2 separate regions of the Sus scrofa genome follow, and region 2 is linked to region 1. Evidence: chromatin contacts called from public HiChIP or PLAC-seq data. All regions are on one chromosome and are shown on one strand. Each heading gives the region's core, a stretch centred on a gene start, on an enhancer-like site or on the middle of the called end of the contact. The rest is flanking DNA. Distances are from core to core; before and after follow the strand shown.

What was found. HiChIP or PLAC-seq counts read pairs in DNA pulled down with a chosen protein or histone mark.
Region 2: an H3K27ac HiChIP or PLAC-seq map of skeletal muscle shows a contact between it and region 1, with 4 times the contacts expected there. The contact joins the promoter of BMP4 here to the promoter of DDHD1 in region 1. A contact is called at or near these places in 1 of 47 Hi-C or Micro-C datasets (heart right ventricle) and 1 of 2 datasets of contacts at active chromatin or transcription factors (skeletal muscle).

What each region holds. Positions count from the first base shown.
Region 1 is chr1:182,752,300-182,755,794 of Sscrofa11.1, reverse strand. DDHD1 (phospholipase DDHD1) reads left to right here and starts at 1,269. Exons shown (of 12, transcript XM_003121795.4): 1 at 1,269-2,582. The coding sequence starts at 1,736.
Region 2 is chr1:183,417,529-183,420,907 of Sscrofa11.1, reverse strand. BMP4 (bone morphogenetic protein 4) reads left to right here and starts at 1,290. Exons shown (of 3, transcript NM_001101031.2): 1 at 1,290-1,438; 2 at 2,464-2,843. The coding sequence starts at 2,471.

The DNA.
Region 1 (3,495 bases), core at 20-2,519:
GTACAGTTTTGTGGGCAGACCTCTTACAAATCTTTAAGTGCATTTGATAATTCTGCATCATAAGCATCATTTCAAACACAAAAACCACCAGCAAAACATGACTAGACAATAAATATTTGTTGAATGAATAAACAGAAGGATGAATGACTTTATTCATTAAGTAGTCCTATGTTATTTATACTTGTCCAGCTACATTTAGATTGCAACTTGGCTTGCACTATTGATCTGTATTTAGGGAAAGAATGACTCCTGTGGTCATTCTGGCATTACAATTATATTCCTCAGAAGAACTAAAAAGTTGGCTTTCTGGGTTTATTTAGAGATACCTCTAGATTGTTGACTGCTTCACTGTAGGGTCTAGCATAGTGCCTGAAACTCAGTAGACATCTTATATGGGTTCAATGACTGTTTCCCGCTTCAGGACAGGCTATTATTCCATTTAGTCTGTGACCAAAGAAGACACTCTCTGCAATAGTCTGAATGTTTGTGTTTCCTCAAAATTCATACGTTGAAATCCTAATCTTCAAGGAGAATATTGTCTGATCTTGAATTGATAACACTGAGATTAGAGATTGTTTTTCTCAGGATACTCAACATAGAGTAATGCGTTTATAAAATAAAACTTTTGCATAATATAAAAGAACCACACGGGAGCCTCAGCATTCAACCTGATCCCAGAAAGTGCTACAGAATCAGAGATGCATAAAGAACAAAAAGTAATCTTGCCAGTCACAGAATTCTATTGCTGGAAGAGTTCAGAGATCTTACAGATGAGGAAACCAAAAAGATTAAGATTTAAGTGACCTGCCTGCAGTTAGTTATCAAAACAGTCTAAAACCTGGTTATTTTTTAGCTTTCAATCTAATTATCAACAGCTGACCGGGTTTGCCATCCTTATAATCAACATTGATTGTGCACCCACCTTGTGGGAGGTTGAAACATACAGACTTGGCCTCCAACAAGGACCTTAAAATAAGGTTTAGAAAACAGGAAATACATATGGGAAGACAAGCAGTAATATGAGGTGGTATATGAAGGGCGGTTTTGACTTGGATTTGAGTGGGAGTCGTGACGCCAAAGTGAGGAATCCGTAGGCGTGGAGTGGAATGCCCTGCGTGGACCCACGATGCTGTAGGGACCATAAACCAGGTGATTGATAAAGTCCAGGTGAGGCCGCAGGCGGGCCTAAAGTCATAAAAAGTGTCAGATGAATCCAATTTCCGGGGGCTCTCTCCCGATGTGGAGAATAAGCCTTTACGGCTCAGGATCCAGATTGCAAGGATGAGTCGGGTAAAGCTTCTCCACACCTGGGTTCCGACCCTAGAAGGGCGGGGCGAAGCGGCAGTGCAGGGGAAGGAGAAAGGAGAGTAGGCGACAGGAATTGAGGAATCCCGAGATGACCCCAACCCCGCGCAGGAGAGGCAAGAGGCGCGGCTCCGGCGCAGAGTGGGCGGAGAAAGGGCTTCCGGGACGGCGCGCGCGGCGGGAGGGGCGGGGCCTGAGGCCAAGCACCACCTACGTCGGGCTGCGTGACTATGAGACTGGCGGCGGGACGCGGCTACCGCGGCTGCGGGGCTCGGGGGGGCGGAGCCGCCGCGGGTGCCGCCGCAGCCCCGGTCGGGATTTGAAAGATTGAAAACTCCCGGTGGAGAGGGAGGCGGCGTTGAATGTGTGGCGAAAGCTCTGGGGGTCACGGCTCCGCGCCCGGCCCGGCCGGCGGCGGCGTCTCCAGAGCATGAATTACCCGGGCCGCGGCTCTCAGCTCAGCCCCGAGCATAACGGCCGGGGCGGCGGCGGCGCCTCCTGGGAGCTGGGCTCGGATGCGGAGCCGGCGTTCGGCAGCAGCGTCCGCTGCTTCGACCACCTGACTGCTGGGGACCCGGGCGACGATGAAGTGCCCCTGGCCCTGCTGCGCGGGGAGCCAGGGCTGCATTTGGCGCCGGGCGCAGAGGACCACAACCACCACCTGGCGCTGGATCCCTGCCTCAGTGACGAGAACTATGACTTCAGCTCCGCCGAGTCGGGCTCCTCGCTGCGCTACTACAGTGAGGGCGAGAGCGGTGGCGGCGGCAGCTCCTCGTCACTTCACCCGCCGCAGCAGCCGCCTCTGGTCCCGTCGAACTCGGGGGGCGGCGGGGCGGCCGGAGGGGGCCCCGGGGAGAGGAAGCGTATCCGGCCCGGCGGCGCCGCCGCCCGGCACCGATACGAGGTAGTGACGGAGCTGGGCCCGGAGGAGGTGCGCTGGTTCTACAAGGAAGACAAGAAGACTTGGAAACCCTTCATCGGCTACGACTCGCTCCGCATCGAGCTCGCCTTCCGGACCCTGCTGCAGGCCGCGGATGCCCGGGCCCAGGCCCAAGACCCGGAGGGCGATCATGCGGTCGGCCCACCCTCCGCTACTGGCCAGGCCTCCGGCTCCCTGGAGGACCACGAGGGGGACCGCGTCTGCGGCTTCTGTCCGCGCATTACCGGGCACGGGCGCGAGATGGAGGAGCTGGTGAACATCGAGCGGGTGTGTGTGCGGGGCGGCCTCTACGAGGTGGATGTGAACCAAGGAGAATGCTACCCGGTGTACTGGAACCGTGAGTAGCCGGCCGGGGGAGGGTGCGGGACGGGCTGCCTCTGCAGGGCCCAACACGCACGCGGGTGGATTTGCAACTTGATCATGGGGAGAGAGGCGCGTGAGGCCTGGCGTTTGGTCAAGGCAGGATGAAGACCGTGCAGGCGGTGCCGGCAGGTGAAGGGTAAAACGAGCAGATGGCAAAACCCCAGACGCTTTGGGTCAGGAGGAGAGTATACTGCGGGGGCTAGCGCCTCCTGAGTAAGCCGGGTGCCGTTGCCATCCCCTGGAGGTGATCCAGGAACTGATGGCCAGCCCCACAGGTTTAATTTCGTGATCCTACCTGAGCTTTGTCCACCCGGGGATCTGATTCGGTCTCATTTACCCTGAATTGCCTATAATTTAAATAACAGCCCGTCCTCTGGCTTGGGAATGTTTGAGAGAACCTGCAAGAGAATCAACAGTTCAGTTATAGACTTGGAGTAAAGAAAATTAATCCCTGGCAGGAAAGGAGATAATTGTTCTCACTGGGTGCGTTCGGGAGTGGTGGAAAGCACTGCTGGAAGCAATTTTGGCAAGCAGCAGGTCCTGCTGAATGAAATACTTGGTTTTTTCCTTAGGTCCTTGTTTATGTGTTTCCATTTTGCCTCTTAACCTTGAAAGTTACAAGGCTTATGCCATGGTTTTCTCATCTGTAAAATGGGGGAAATTGTATCTACTTCATAGGGTTGTTGTGGTGATGAAGGTGATATACCTAAGGGGCTTGGAACTGTGCTTGGTACGCTTGTTTGATAATACTTATTAACGTAAGTCCTTAGTTATTAGGCAAAACACAATTAGATTTGTAATTAGATTATGGAGGAAAGCTGTCAGAAATATCTGCCATTGCATGTGGCAAATGTTATATCTGGAATACCTAATAGATATTCTATAGT
Region 2 (3,379 bases), core at 41-2,540, 670 kb before region 1:
CCAAGGCAGAAACTGGGAACAGGCTTAGGAAAGGGCGGCAGGGTACAGTGTGCTGTGCAGCCGGGATCGCGCGACTGTGACCCCTGCGCAGGCCGGGCAGATTCAGTTTCGAGGGTCACGGTTTCGGAAAGGACCCTGTATTGAGTGATCCACGCATGCAGCATCTTTGGATAGAGTCGGGATATCACAGTAATACCTTGAGCGGTGGGTTGGTAAAATTCTTGAAGCATTTGCTGAGATTCTGAAGCTGGTGCAAAGGAGGAAGGGGGGGGAGGAAGTGGCGGGAGAGGAGTAGTGGTTTAAAAAAGACGAGCTGGGGTGGGGGTGGGGGGAAAGACAGACGCAGAGATCGAGCGTAGGCCGAAAGCTGTTCACGGTTTTCTGGACTCCTGGGAACCCATTGTGATTTCCTTTCTGCCCTGGCTCGGGAGTTGTAAAACCTCTGAGACTTGGAGACCTGAAACAAGTGTTGAGCCCTTCCGAGGAGACGCCTCTCTTTTGAGTCCGCCCCTCCGCCTTTAAGGGCCTCAGGACCGCTTTCTTTGGGGATTTACTTTGCTCGGTGGGCACGCCGTGGTGTGGAGATTCTCTCCGTAAAGGAACCGGAGGAAAGAGCCCAGCGGCCATTCCCTTACCACGTTCCCACACTGGTCACCGCCTGACCATCTACCCCTCCGACCACTTATGACAGGTCCTCAGCTTTTGGTCGGGAGCTAAAGAGGCTGCTCAATTCCTCTAAACACTCGCAGAAGTTCGCCAGGGGGTGACTGTAGCTGGGAGCAATTTTTGGCCTCTCGGAGATCCTGGGGAGAAAGAGGGGTGGGTGCGCGCGGCACGTGTATATCTGTCTTTCAGTGCTTTTCTTTTTAAACGACCCTGGGTGGTGCGGCTTTCAGCTGCTGAGACTCCGCCGCCCCCAAATCCCGGCCCAACTTGAGCCAGGCTCACACTGAAAGGCGAAGCCCCTACCGTGCTCCCCAGATCCTCTCGCCTAAGGCAGCTGGCGGGAGGGATCAGGCCGACACGACGGAGGCTGCAGGTAGAGGCGAGGACCACGTCCTCCGCCAGCTGCACCCGGGGACCAGCTGAGGACTCGGCCGGGAGCTCCTCCCGGACGCTGGTGGTTGGGGCAGCAGGCGGGGAGGCTGGCCTCTCAGAGAGGGGGCGGGGCGGAGATGGGGCGGGTCCACTGCGGGGAAGGCGGACGCTTCGGTGCGCGGGGCGGAGTCTTTGCATTCACGTGACTCAGAGGGGCTGGAAGAAAAACAGAGTCAGCCTGCGCCAGTCTCATTATATTCAAATATTCATTTTAGGAGCCATTCTGTAGTGCCATCCAGAGCAACGCACTGCCGCAGCTCCTCTGAGCCTTTCCAGCAAGTTTGTTCAAGATTGGCTGTCAAGAATCATGGACTGTTATTATATGCCTTGTTTTCTGTCAGTGAGTAGACACCTCTTCCTTCCCTCTTCCCGGGAATTCACTCTGCCCTCCCCACCCGTGCTCGCCTTGTGTCCCTCCCGTCGGACCTGCCTTCCAGAGTCCACACTCCGCTTTCTGGCAGCGCTGTCGCTTTCTTCTTGGCGCCGCAGCCGCTGCGCTCTGAGCGTACCGGTTCTATTTAAAGTGCTGCTTGCTCCACTCTCTTCCTGATCTGTGCGTTGCAAGGAAGGAGAGCGAAAGGGGGCAAAAAAGAAAAGTCCGCAGCCAGGGGTGCTTACCATCCCCTTCTCCCACTTGACTGCGGATCACCCAGTGCCCCCGTGGCATATTCCCAGCTGCTTGTCAAACTCAGACGTCGCTCTTGGAATCATCCCCCCCACACACCCTTCTCTGGGAGTGAGTGAGCGGGCTCAATCAAACGCTTTTTGCTGGGCATTTCAAATTCATCAGCCCCCGTAAAATAAACCTTCCAGACCCAGCCGCCGGGTGTCTTCGCCCTGCCCCTGCTTCTCTGTTTTCCCTCCCTCCTGCTCCGAACCAGCTGGAAGTTGTGGAAGTCGGCTCGGAGGGCGGAGGAAGAAGGGGGGTGGAGGAAGGGGGGGGAGAGACTGAAGGTCTGAAGTGGAGAGTAGAGAGATGGTATTTTAATTCTCCCTCCCCCATCCTTTTTTACCTCCTCAATGTTAACTGTTTATCCTTGAAAAAGCCAAGCTGAGATCATGGCTCAGATAGCAGTTGGGACAAAAAAAGATTAACAGGATGGAGGCTATCTGATTTGGGGTTATTTGACTGTAAACAAGTTAGACCAAGTAATTACAGGGCAATTCCTACTTTCAGGCCGCGCATGGCTGCAGCTGGTGGTGGGGTGTGTGTGAGGGGGAAGACACAAACTTGATCTTTCTGACCTGTTTTACATCTTGACCCTCTCTGTCTAGCCCTGTATGAGTTTGCTGAGACATCTCTATTTTTCTCTAGTTATTGGTGTTTATTTATTCTTTAACCTTCCACCTCCTCCCCCTCCCTAGAGACACCATGATTCCTGGTAACCGAATGCTGATGGTCGTTTTATTATGCCAAGTCCTGCTAGGAGGCGCGAGCCATGCTAGTTTGATACCTGAGACGGGGAAGAAAAAAGTCGCCGAGATTCAGGGCCACGCGGGAGGACGCCGCTCAGGGCAGAGCCATGAGCTCCTTCGGGACTTCGAGGCTACACTTCTGCAGATGTTCGGGCTGCGTCGCCGCCCGCAGCCTAGCAAGAGCGCCGTCATCCCAGATTACATGCGGGATCTTTACCGGCTTCAGTCTGGAGAGGAGGAGGAGGAAGAGCAGACCCACAGCGTTGGTCTCGAGTATCCCGAGCGCCCTGCCAGTCGGGCCAACACCGTGAGAAGCTTCCACCACGAAGGTCAGTCCCAGCTCAGGGTCTGGGCTGTGGAGGGCCGGTAGGGCAGCTCTGGGGGAGAGGAGTTCAGGTTACATCAAAGCCCCAGATCAGGAGGCTAGGGAACCGAGCTGCTCACCTCCAAGGATTTTCAGAGCTGTGGCCCAGTTTATTTTTTGGAGACGGAGGGGAGGGGTTTGGGAGGAGAATGACACCGCTCAAGTCTCTGGCTAGCCCCAGAGGTGTGCTTCTGTGATATCAAAGCCTTTTATGCCAGATTTTCTGCGCATTTTTTTTTCCAAAGCACCTACTGAATTTAATATTACAGCTGTGTGTTTGTCAGGTTTATTCAATAGGGGCCTTGTAATCTGATCTGAATGTTTCCTAGCGGATGTTTCTTTTCCAAAGTAAATCTGAGTTATTAATCCACCAGCATCATTACTGTGTTGGAGTTTATTTCCCTCTCTGTAACATGATCAACAAGGCATGCTCTGTGTTTCCAAAGATCACTGGGGAAATGTTTGGTAACATACTCGAAAGTGGAAGAAGAGGGAGAGGGT